Regions from separate parts of the Mus musculus genome. Here region 2 is linked to region 1. The links are chromatin contacts, called in public HiChIP or PLAC-seq maps. All regions are on one chromosome and are shown on one strand. Each heading gives the region's core, a stretch centred on a gene start, on an enhancer-like site or on the middle of the called end of the contact. The rest is flanking DNA. Distances are from core to core; before and after follow the strand shown.

What was found. HiChIP or PLAC-seq counts read pairs in DNA pulled down with a chosen protein or histone mark.
Region 2: a contact with region 1 is called in an H3K4me3 HiChIP or PLAC-seq map of bone marrow-derived macrophages, with 7 times the contacts expected there. The contact joins two enhancer-like sites. A contact is called at or near these places in 1 of 39 promoter capture datasets (liver), 1 of 484 Hi-C or Micro-C datasets (embryonic stem cells) and 1 of 115 datasets of contacts at active chromatin or transcription factors (bone marrow-derived macrophages).

What each region holds. Positions count from the first base shown.
Region 1 is chr9:65,596,755-65,602,190 of GRCm38.p6, reverse strand. It overlaps the pseudogene Gm10144. Among named protein-coding and RNA genes, the nearest start is that of Pif1, 12 kb to the right of the region's middle. Within about 2 kb of position 3,115, at least 18 of the 459 cell types and tissues checked have an H3K27ac peak or open chromatin away from gene starts, as enhancers often do. A contact at or near this core is called in bone marrow-derived macrophages, where this site is marked.
Region 2 is chr9:66,281,821-66,287,256 of GRCm38.p6, reverse strand. No RefSeq gene overlaps it. Among named protein-coding and RNA genes, the nearest start is that of Gm39364, 16 kb to the left of the region's middle. Within about 2 kb of position 3,251, at least 24 of the 459 cell types and tissues checked have an H3K27ac peak or open chromatin away from gene starts, as enhancers often do. A contact at or near this core is called in bone marrow-derived macrophages, where this site is marked.

The sequences.
Region 1 (5,436 bases), core at 1,866-4,365:
CTGTGTCATCATCTTCAGTGTCGACAATCTTGAATCCTGACTCAGGTGAGGTTTCACTAGAGCCCCCAGAGATATACATTCCAGGATAGATCAGATTAGATGCCCCCATAAAGAACTGCTACGTTTGTTTCTGCATCCCTGCCTCAGGGGCAGCGATATCTGCAGGTCCCTCAGGGAGCACACCTGCCTTTGTTGTCCAGGCCTTCCAGGAGCAGCTTTACCACAAGATTGCTTGAGGAGAGGACCTTCAGGCACCCAGGTGGTCTAGGCAGATGTCTTCTCCTGGTGTGACTTCTGGGAAGCAAGGAAACCTCTCTTCAGGGGTGAGAGGGATAGCTCTGTGGATAAGAGTGTGTACTGCCCGTTGTAAGATATTTGATCACACTGTGAACCCCGAGATTGTGTTATTTACTGGGGGGAAAAAGTTTTTTTTTTTTTTTTTTTTGGTTTCTTGAGACAGGGTTTCTCTGTATAGCCCTGGCTGTCCTGGAACTCACTTTGTAGACCAGGCTGGCCTTGAACTCAGAAATCTGCCTGCCTCTGCCTCCCAAGTGCTGGGATTAAAGGCGTGCGCCACCATGCCCGGCGGAAAAAAGGTTTTTAATTGTAGTGTAGCACATACATTTAATCCAAGAACTTTCTACTTGAATATTGTAAACAGGATTAAATACATTCAACCACAGGTTGGGAGGCAGAGCAAGCAACCAGCTGACAGGAAGTCGACATAGGATTATTCCAACAAAAACCATAGAGAGGAGCCGGGCGTGGTGGCGCATGCCTTTAATCCCAGCACTTGCGAGGCAGAGGCATGCGGATTTCTGAGTTCGAGGCCAGCCTGGTCTACAGAGTGAGTTCCAGGACAGCCAGGGCTACAGAAAAACCCTGTCTCGAAAAACCAAAAAAACAAAACCAAAAAAACAAAAAACAAACAAAAAAAAAAACCCATAGAGAGTAAGAGGGCATCAGGAAGATGGATAGAGAGACACACAGGAAGTAGAAGGGAGGGACCTTCAGTTTGAAGGAGGTTGAGACAGTGTGAGGGAGGAGATTCCTGGCTGGAGAGGAAGGTCAGCTGGGTGCTTTCTCTGCCTCTCTGAGCTAGTAGGCTTCCATCCCAGCTCCTGGTCCTCATTGGTAGAAATCAAACGATTGAGATTTAAAAAAAAAAAAAAAAAAAAAAAAAGCATTTGGCACACAATGTACCTATCCAAAACCCTTTGTGACCAGGATGTGGTGCAAAGGGATCTGTGCCTTCTAACACAGAGGAAATTCCCTCAGTTGCCTAAACAGCTCTCCCCTCCCCCAAAGAGGCACCCATTAAACTATAGGAACCAACGGAATGGTTACAACTTTTGGCTTCCTGATGCTTCATCAACCACTGATGGAACTCAAACTGATAGAAAATGGCAGACTATAGAGCAGAGAATGGAATGGCCAATGCTGAAAAAAGAACCACAAAACCGGCACAGCAGTGTTGACTATAAGACAAACAACTAGGAAAGCAAAAGGAAAACTCTCTATCTTCAATTCATGGCCTGTGCAATGGTATAGCTACGTGGTCATCAAAAACGGAAAACCACTAACTGGCAGATAAATGGCAAAGATACCTGAGCCTGGGAGGCGTGAATGAATGGAAGTGACAAAACCTAGCAACACTTAGCAAAGACATTGAATTCTGTGTAGCTTATACAGGCAAGACATAAAATGTCTGAAAATAATGAGACAGTGGACAAATTAGCATCATGTTTAATTAAGACTAGAATATTAAAATTTGCCTGGGAATGAATTCAGAATAAATCAGTGAGGATGATAAATACAAATTGGAAAAACTTGAAAGTTTAACCCTAATGCTGAAATAAGGGGAAACTCTCTCCTAAGCTAGGTGTCTCTACCCTCTCAAGACGCCGTCCCACAAACATGGAGCAGGTAATGAACTTTGTCGAGCCAAGTCGGCAGTTTGTAAAGGACTCAGTTCGGCTGGTTAAAAGAAGCACCAAACCGGACAGAAGGGAATTCCAGAAGCTCTCCATGGCCACAGCGGTAGGATTTGCGATCATGGGATTCATTGGCTTCCTCATGAAACTGATCCATATCCCTATTAATAACAATTCTGTGGGTGGCTGAGTCCTTTCTCATCACGGGACGAGTGAACAGTGAGGGGGTGACACGATCATGAAGTGAAACGTTGCCTGGATGCTTTGTGGTTCTTGTTTCTTTCCTCCTTCCTATGAGGTTTTCTATTTCTAAATTAAAATAATTTCAAAATAAACATTTTTTCCATAACAAAAAAAAAAAGAATAAGGGGAAATAGAGAACCAGGACAACCCTATGAGAATAACTGTTCTAAGGAGCCCATAGCCAGGGGTGGTGCATACCTTTAATCCTAACACTTGGGAGGCAGAGGCAGGCACATAAGAATTACAGTGATTTAAATTTAAAAGCTGCTTGCAAAAAGCATACTGAAATTCAATTCAAAGTGAATGGTTTTTGTTTTTTTTTTTTTTTTTTTTTCTGAGACAGGGTTTCTCTGTATAGCCCTGGCTGTCCTGGAGCTCACTTTGTAGACCAGGCTGGTCTCGAACTCAGAAATCTGCCTGCCTCTGCCTCCCGAGTGCTGGGATTAAAGGCGTGGGCCACCACGCCCGGTCAAAGTGAATGTTCTTTGTGATCTAAAAATAAATACACTTAAACCTTGAACCATCCCATAAAGAGAAAGGGAAATATTGGTATATTTACCCACACATACTAAGATCTATTTAGTTTCAAATTTTCACAATAATTTTTAAAATTTCAATTGAAAGATAATACTTTTTCTGTTGCCAAACAAAACAAAACAAAACAAAAAGCCATTTTACCCTAGGAAAGATATAAGCTGCCAAGAAATAACCCCTGAGAGTTAGGGTGGGAGGAAGGGTTTAGCTTTTATCTTTCCAGGAGAATAAAAGCATTTAAGTATGGAATCTTGAGACCGCTGGACAAGTAAAACATCTGAAGAAAAAGAGAAAATGTCCCAAGAAAAAGGGTAAATTGGTCACGTGATATCATCCACTTCCGTGGTCTGAAATCACAGCTCAGAGCTCCAGACTAGCACCGGCACCAGTGCCACCATCTTGCCCGAGTAGCTGCCCCTTCCCACTTGACAACCACCGGGGGGCAGTGTTGGTGGTGGGGTGTGGGGACTAAGTGGGGGTGGGGGCGGGGGGCGAGCTGGACAGCCCCACCTCCCCTCTGACTCCCACACTCCCGCCCCTCCCCCCCCCCCCCCCCCCGCAGGCACTCCTTTCTTTTTTCCTATCTTGCAGCTGGCCCATAGCGGATTCCCAAATGCTTGTCTCTGCTGCCCTCTACAGTCACAAGTGGCAAATGAGCTTTATATGGTCTCAATTCAATTAAAAACTAAAGCTGACTTTGGGGTGGCTCTCTCATTCTCTAGCCCACTCATGCTTGTTAAAGGAAAATCCAAAAATCTCTGTTTCATATCAGAAGAGCCTCCTGGACAGAAGAAAACAAGAAATAAGGGATTTACTATTATTCTATTGCCACTAATCCCTTAATCTTTCGGCTTTCATTTAACTCTCTAAAACTTTCCTTAAAGTATAAATATTATCTCAAAATCTATGAAATTATTATGTTATCTATAAATTTTCTGTCATCACACAGAGTACTAACTAATTCTGGAAGTAATCTTCATCGAGCTTCCTGTGCATGTTTTCAGGCTTGAGTCTGAAGCAAGTAACTAGGAACCAAGTTTGTGTACCTCGGATGTACTCGATAGACGGGATCCTCAAACCTTTTAGAGATCTGCTGAACATATCATTTAAAATGTTTAGGTTTGGGGGCTGGTGAGATGGCTCAGCGGTTAAGAGTGCCGACTGCTCTTCCAAAGGCCCTGAGTTCAAATCCCAGCAACTACATGGTGGCTCACAACCATCCATAATGAAATCTGATGCCCTCTTCTGGAGTATCTGAAGACAGCTACAGTAGTGTACTTATAATAAATAAATAAATAAATATTTTTAAAAAATGTTTAAGTTTTCTACCATTCCTAACGGTTCCCTTTGAGGTCTCTGAGAGGATGGGGACCTACAATGACTAATCCACCTGGATTGTGGGGACGCTAACCACTGGACAGAACTGCCCCAAGCCTCTTCTACCACCAGGCTCTACACAAACAGTGGACACCTTTGAGTTGACTGCTATGTTCTACCTAGCCAGGATTGCCACTAAGCTGATAAACACCACCCAAAGATCAGCTTAGAACTACAAACTGCTCAGGACATTCAAATGAGTTCATATAAGACTGACACGAGCATTGTACAGAATGCAGAACTCAAAAATACTTAATCCTTTGACTGCCAAATACAACCAAGCTGGACATTGTGGAAAGCTTGGCAGAAATAGCTTCATTACTGTAAATACTTTTACTATATTGGAGCTAAGATCTTATCTTTTCATTTAGACAAATGGGAGGTGATGTTGCAAGATATTTGATCACAGTGTGAACCCTGAGATTGTGTTGCTTACTGGAAAAATCTGTTTCTAGTTGTGGTGTAGCTCAGCCTTAGCACACACCTTGAATCCAAGAGCTTTCTGCTTGAATATTGTAAGCAGGATTAAATAAAGTCGACCTTAGATCAAAAGGCAGAGCAGGGGCTGGAGAGATGGCTCAGTGGTTAAGAGCACTGATTGCTCTTCCAAAGGTCCTGAATTCAAATCCCAGCAACCATGTGGTGGCTCACAACCATCTGTAATGATAACTGAACCTCTTCTGGGATGTCTAAAGACAGATACAGCGTACTTACATATAATAAATAAATAAATTCCCCCCCCCCCAAAAAAAAAAACAAGCAGAGCAAGCAACCAGTGGACAGGAGGTGAACATAAGATTATTAAGAAAAAAAAAACATAGAGAGTAAGAGTCAGGATGGTTATAGACACACATGAAGTAGAAGGGAGGGACATTCCGTTTGAAGGAGGTTTTTATTGGTTGTTGTTTGGTTTTTCGAGGCAGGGTTTCTCTGTGTAGCCCTGGCTGCCCTGGAACTCACTTTGTAGACCAGGCTGGCCTCGAACTCAGAAATCCACCTGCCTCTGCCTCCCAAGTGCTGGGATCAAAGGCATGTGCCACCAGGTATACTTTTTTTTTTTTTTTTAATATATGTGAGTACACTGTAGCTGTCTTCAGACACACTAGAAGAGGGCATCTGAGCTCATTAAAGATGGTTGTGAGCCACCATGTGGTTGCTGGGATTTGAACTCAGGTCCTCTGGCAGAGCAGTCAGTGCTCTTAACCCCTGAGCCATCTCTCCAGTCCCTGAAGGAGGTTTTTTGAGACAGTGTGTGAGAGGGCATTACTGGTGAGACTGAGGAAGGAGGTCAGCTGGGTGTTTTCTCTGCCTCTCTGGGCTAGCAGGCTTTCGCCTCAGCATCTAGCTC
Region 2 (5,436 bases), core at 2,002-4,501, 680 kb before region 1:
AATGAGGTTGAAGTTATGGGTCAACAACTACCACCTCACAGTTTTGTTCTCAACTCTCATAAGGAAACCTCTCTTTACAACAGACAAAGAATAATTATAGAAAACCACAACCAATTAAAATGCAGAAGTGTGGAACCCTGTCCCAAGGGATCCATCTATAGCTCAGCTCCTGCACTTACAATCCAGAGACCATTGTGGAAGAGAGGGCAGAAAGACAGTACGAGACAGAGGAACAGGGAGTCTGCTGTGAGATGTGACTCCTAGAAATGTCAGAAGCTTCACTCATGAAGTCTCTTCAACATGGCTATCCCAACATGACCTGAGCAAGGGTGACACTAAAGATCACACTAATGTGGACAGGGAAAGCCTGCAAGGCCCAGGTCTGGACAAAGAACTACAGGCAGCTACGGGATGCAGAGGCCCCGAAGAAGAGTCTTCTCCAGGGAAGAGCACAGTAATTCGTTCTTCAGCACCAAATGGTCAGCCTTAAAAACATACCCAAATGCTGGACAGTGGTGGCGCATGCCTTTAATCCCAGCCTTCCTGGAACAGAGGCACACAGGTCTCTGTGAGTTCAAGGCTAGCCTGGTCTACAGAGTGAGTTCTAAAACAACCAGGGCTACACAGAGAAAACTGGTCTCAGAGAAAACAAACAAACAAACAAACAAATAAATAATAAAAACATACACACACAAGTAATCTTATATGGACTGAGTGGGTCAGATTGTATTTATATATTTAGGAATATTTTAACAAACAAACACACACACACACACACACACACAAAACAACACCAATAATAACAAAGATAAAGAGGCCATAATTTTGAAAAAGTGTGTGTGTGTGTGTGTGTGTGTGTGTGTGTGTGATTGAGAAAGGAGAATGAAAGTGAAGGGGGAAATAATATCATTGTGTTTTAATCCCCAAAAGAATCAGTAGTTTTTTACAAACTGATAAAAATCTCTATATTGTTCCGTGAAAGAAACAAGGCATGACCCAGTGTATATCCTATGTAACAGCATGATCCTACCCCATGGCAAACAGACCTCTGAGATCAGGAGCAAAAGCCTGCAGGTCACTGTGGCTGGGGAACAGTAGCTGTCACGCCTGCATCCCTAGGGCATTAGAAAATGTGCAGCTGCAGTTTGGCATCATCAGATAACAGAGGCTTTGGGCTCTGTTCCCAAAGTCCACTAAAGGCCAAAGTGCTGAGAAGCATCTGGAAAGAATCCACGGTAATTATCACAAACATCGTGCAATTGTAATTTCTGATAAGTCACATGAGCGGCGCCACTTGAAAGCTGATCAGGGACAGAATAATGACTGAAGGTTTCTGACGTTCTGTGCATACAAGAATCAAGAATACCATCTGAAAGCTTACTATCAACACTGACAGTTGACAAGCTGAGAGATCAAATGATACAGATTATAAAACGTCTCTAAAGCCACAATCTGAGATCAACCAATCAAAAAATCAAACAAGGGCTAGCAAGCCACCCAGCAGGTACACACACACACACACACACACACACACACACACACACACACACAAGCACTATGCAAGCCTGATAACCTGAGTTCAGTTTCTAGAGCCAGCAGTGGGAGGAAAGAGCAGACTCCCAAAAAGTGTCCTTTGACACCCATTGTCCCCCACCCTACATTCCATGCCACAGACAGACAGACACACACACACACAATAATAATAATAATAATAAATATAATTTTAAAAATGTAAATCAACCTACATATCAAGTTCAAAGCCAGCCTGGAGTACATGAAACCCTGTCTTAAAAAACAAAACAAATCAATAGAATTTTAAAAGGATTACTGCCAGGCTGGTGAGATGGCTCAGTGGGTAAGAGCACCCGACTGCTCTTCCGAAGGTCCAGAGTTCAAATCCCAGCAACCACATGGTGGCTCACAACCATCTGTAATGAGATCTGACTCCCTCTTCTGGAGTGTCTGAAGACAGCTACAGTTTACTTACATATAATAAAATAAATAAATCTTAAAAAAAAAAGGATTACTGCCGACATAAAGATCTACATAAAACCATCTGTTACTAGTTATCATTTTCACTTGTTTCACCTTTGTTTTTGTTGGAAAACAAAACTGTATGAATTGTTCCTATTTTACTTTAAAATATGTTCACTTTGCAATGTGTACATTTATCATCATATTTGTAGATTACAAAATGAAGTATGGCTAACATCACTAACTTCTCTTCTTTAAATGGCAGGGAGTCTTCTTGAGTGGAAGACTACAGTGGATCTTTTTCTCCCTTGAAGGAAAGAAACACACATGCACATATATGTGAAACACATATGCACATATATGTGTCAGGCAGCACGTATGGAGCAAGGACAACCTGCTGGAGTCAAGCTATCTTCTTCCACCATTTTGGTTTGTTGTTGTTTTTGAGACAGGTCTCACTATATAGCCTTGGCTGGCCTGTAACTCACTTTCCTGAATGCTAGAATTAAAAGCAGGTACCATCATGCCTGGCTGCCTTCCTTGCATCATTTGGATCTTGGAGATAGAACTTGGGTTGTCAGGCTTGTAAGTGAGTGTCTTTTTCCTATGAGCCATTTTAATAGTCCCTCAAAAGCAAGGTTTTTTTAAGCAGCCATCTGTTTTAAAAGAAGGAATATATATATATATATATATATATATATATATATATATATATATATCCATATATATATGTATATGGCTTTATATATACATATTGCTATATAAAATATATATTCATATAAAATCTTGTATGAAGATAGTTATGTATTATGTTTACATGTGTAATATTTAGAAGGATTCATAAATAACTAATAGCAGTAAATATAAGAGTAGATTTTTTCTACATACTTTTTATACAGTGTGTGTGTGTGTGTGTGTGTGTGTGTGTGTGTGTGTGTGTTTGTACTGGAGACTGAAGCCAGAGCTGTGTACATGCAAAGCAGGTACTCTAGCACTAAGCTGCAACCCCAGCTCCTGTTTTATACTTGAAAATTCTTGAACTATATAGATGGCATTTGACTGACTCTGAAAATTAAAACTTTAAAAAAATCTTGGCAGATTTCCACAAAGCCTATGCAAAACATTAAGCCAGACTCTCAAGGGTTTGGCCTGTGGTTGATTGGTTTGCTTGTTTCCCTGGAACCTCTGTTTTAGGAACCAGGTATATCTTACTGGCTTTCAGATCTAGGAACAAAGATCTCAATCAGTCCTTGCAGTGCCACCTGGTGGCCATGACCTCGTAAGGTTCAAGCTTTTCTCTTCAATAATCTTTGGGAGTGCCTATGACCTTGACAGTGGGCAACACAGCACCGTGTAAACTGGCTGAGGTTAGTCTCAGTTGACACACATTGAATGTCCAGGACTGCCTTGTGTGGGTAGAATTCCATACAACTCCTGAAGTTTCATGACCTCTGCCTCCAAGGGGCCCCTCAAAGGCAGCCTACAGTAACAGCACATGGACTTCAAAGTCCAGAACCAAACCCTGGCTCCACTATCTACCAGCCTTGTCTTATTCAGCATAGCTTCCAAGGTCCTCCACTTCCTCATCTGCAAAGGTGGTAGGTAAGTCAGGGAAAGTACACACAAGAGATTAGAACAATGCCTTTGTATAACATGATAAACTCATGTCTTGATAAACATGAGTTCTCTTCCTAGGATTGCCTACTGATAACTTAGCTCTCCCCTGGCACTAGAGAAGGCAGCATGGTTGCTATGCAGGCTCAAGCCTTGGAAATGTTGAGGGAGAAGAAATTTATTTAGTGCCTGTATGTGTGTATTCATGTGGGTGAGCATGAATGTGTATGCATGCATGCACACATACCCATGCACATGTGCACATTATAGCAGGTGTGTGGAGGTTCAAGGGCAACTTTCGAAAGTCATTTCTCTCCTTCCACCATTTGGATCCTGGGCATGAGACTAAAGCTTGGCAGCAGGCACCTTTGCCCACTAATCACCTCACTGCCCTCTCCCCTTGTTTTTCCCAGCTGCTAAGGAAGAAATTAAAAGCTTGGCTATAGGGGAGAAGGAGTTCAAAAGCTGCTGCAGCCTCACAAGGAGCGTCAGGGCATCCCTAGTGCTACCCAGGGGTGCTCCGTCAAGCGAGTCTGCTCCTGGAAAGCAAAGCTCAGTCCCTGTCCCCATCCCCCACTCCCTGAATGAGTGAGAGCCAAATAGATAAGAAATTACAAGGAATAGCCCAGAAGTTGGGGGCACTCAGAAAAACAAATGATGAAGTTGGCCATCTGCCCTTAAAAAGGGATGACTATGCGCCTACTAGTCCCTCATCCCTACCATCAGAGTAGCATCTTCCATTGTAAATCTTTTCAAGGATGCAGAACCTGGGTTAGAAAGATGGCTCAGTGGTTAACAGAGCTGACTGTTTTTCCAGAGGACAAGGGTTCAATCCTTGTAGCTCTCACTACTGTCTGTAAGTCCAGGTGGTCTGATGCCCTCTTCTGGCTTCTGTGGAAACTGCATGCACATGGTGCACACTTATGTGCAGACAAAACAGCAATACACATTGGGGGGTTGAGGTGGGGGGAGATGCAGATGTGTTAGTTTGATTTCTGTTGTTTTTTTTTTTTCACTTTTTAAAAATGAGAACAGTGGGTTTTTTTTTTTAAGGTGTATTTATTTTATTTCTATGGGTACACTGTGGCTGTCTTCAGACACCAAAAGAAGGCACCAAATCCCATTACAGATGGCTATAAGCCACCATGTGGTTGCTGGAAATTGAACTCAGGACCTTTGGAAGAGTAGTCAGTGCTCTTAACTGCTGAGCCATCTCTCCAGTCACCTGTTTGCTTTTGTTTTAAAACAGTAATATAGCTCAGGCTAGCCTAAATTCACAACTCACTATGCAGCAAAAGATAACCTTGAATTCCTGGTCCTCTTGTTTCTGGCTCCAGAGTGCTAGGATTGCAGGCATGCACCAGCGTGTATGGTTTATGCAGTGCTGGGGCCTACGAAAGACCTCAGACTACCAACTTTCCACTGCTGTGACAGAAGGCCTATGATAATCAACAGAAAAAGAAGAAAGGATTATTTGGGCTCACAGTCTGGGAGGTTTAGGTCCATGGCTGCTTGCCTCTGCTGCCTTGGGGGTCTGTGGTGAGACATCATGACAGAAGCTGCTCATATATGACATCTAGAAAGCAAAAAGACAGAAATATTTGGGCATGGTATACACCTGGGTTCCCAGCTCAGGGGAGGCTGAGGCAGGAGGGTTGCAAGTTCAAGGCCAGCCTGGGCTACATAGTGAGCCCTTGTCTCTGAATGCAAACAAAACAAATGCCAACCCCCCTGGAAGCCTTAGTTTCCTAAGCTTTCTCAAGATGGCTGTGAGAACAGAAGGCAATAAAGACCTGGTGTGAGGCAGATGCTTCTAGAATGCAAACCACAGGGTGGGGGCGGGGGGAG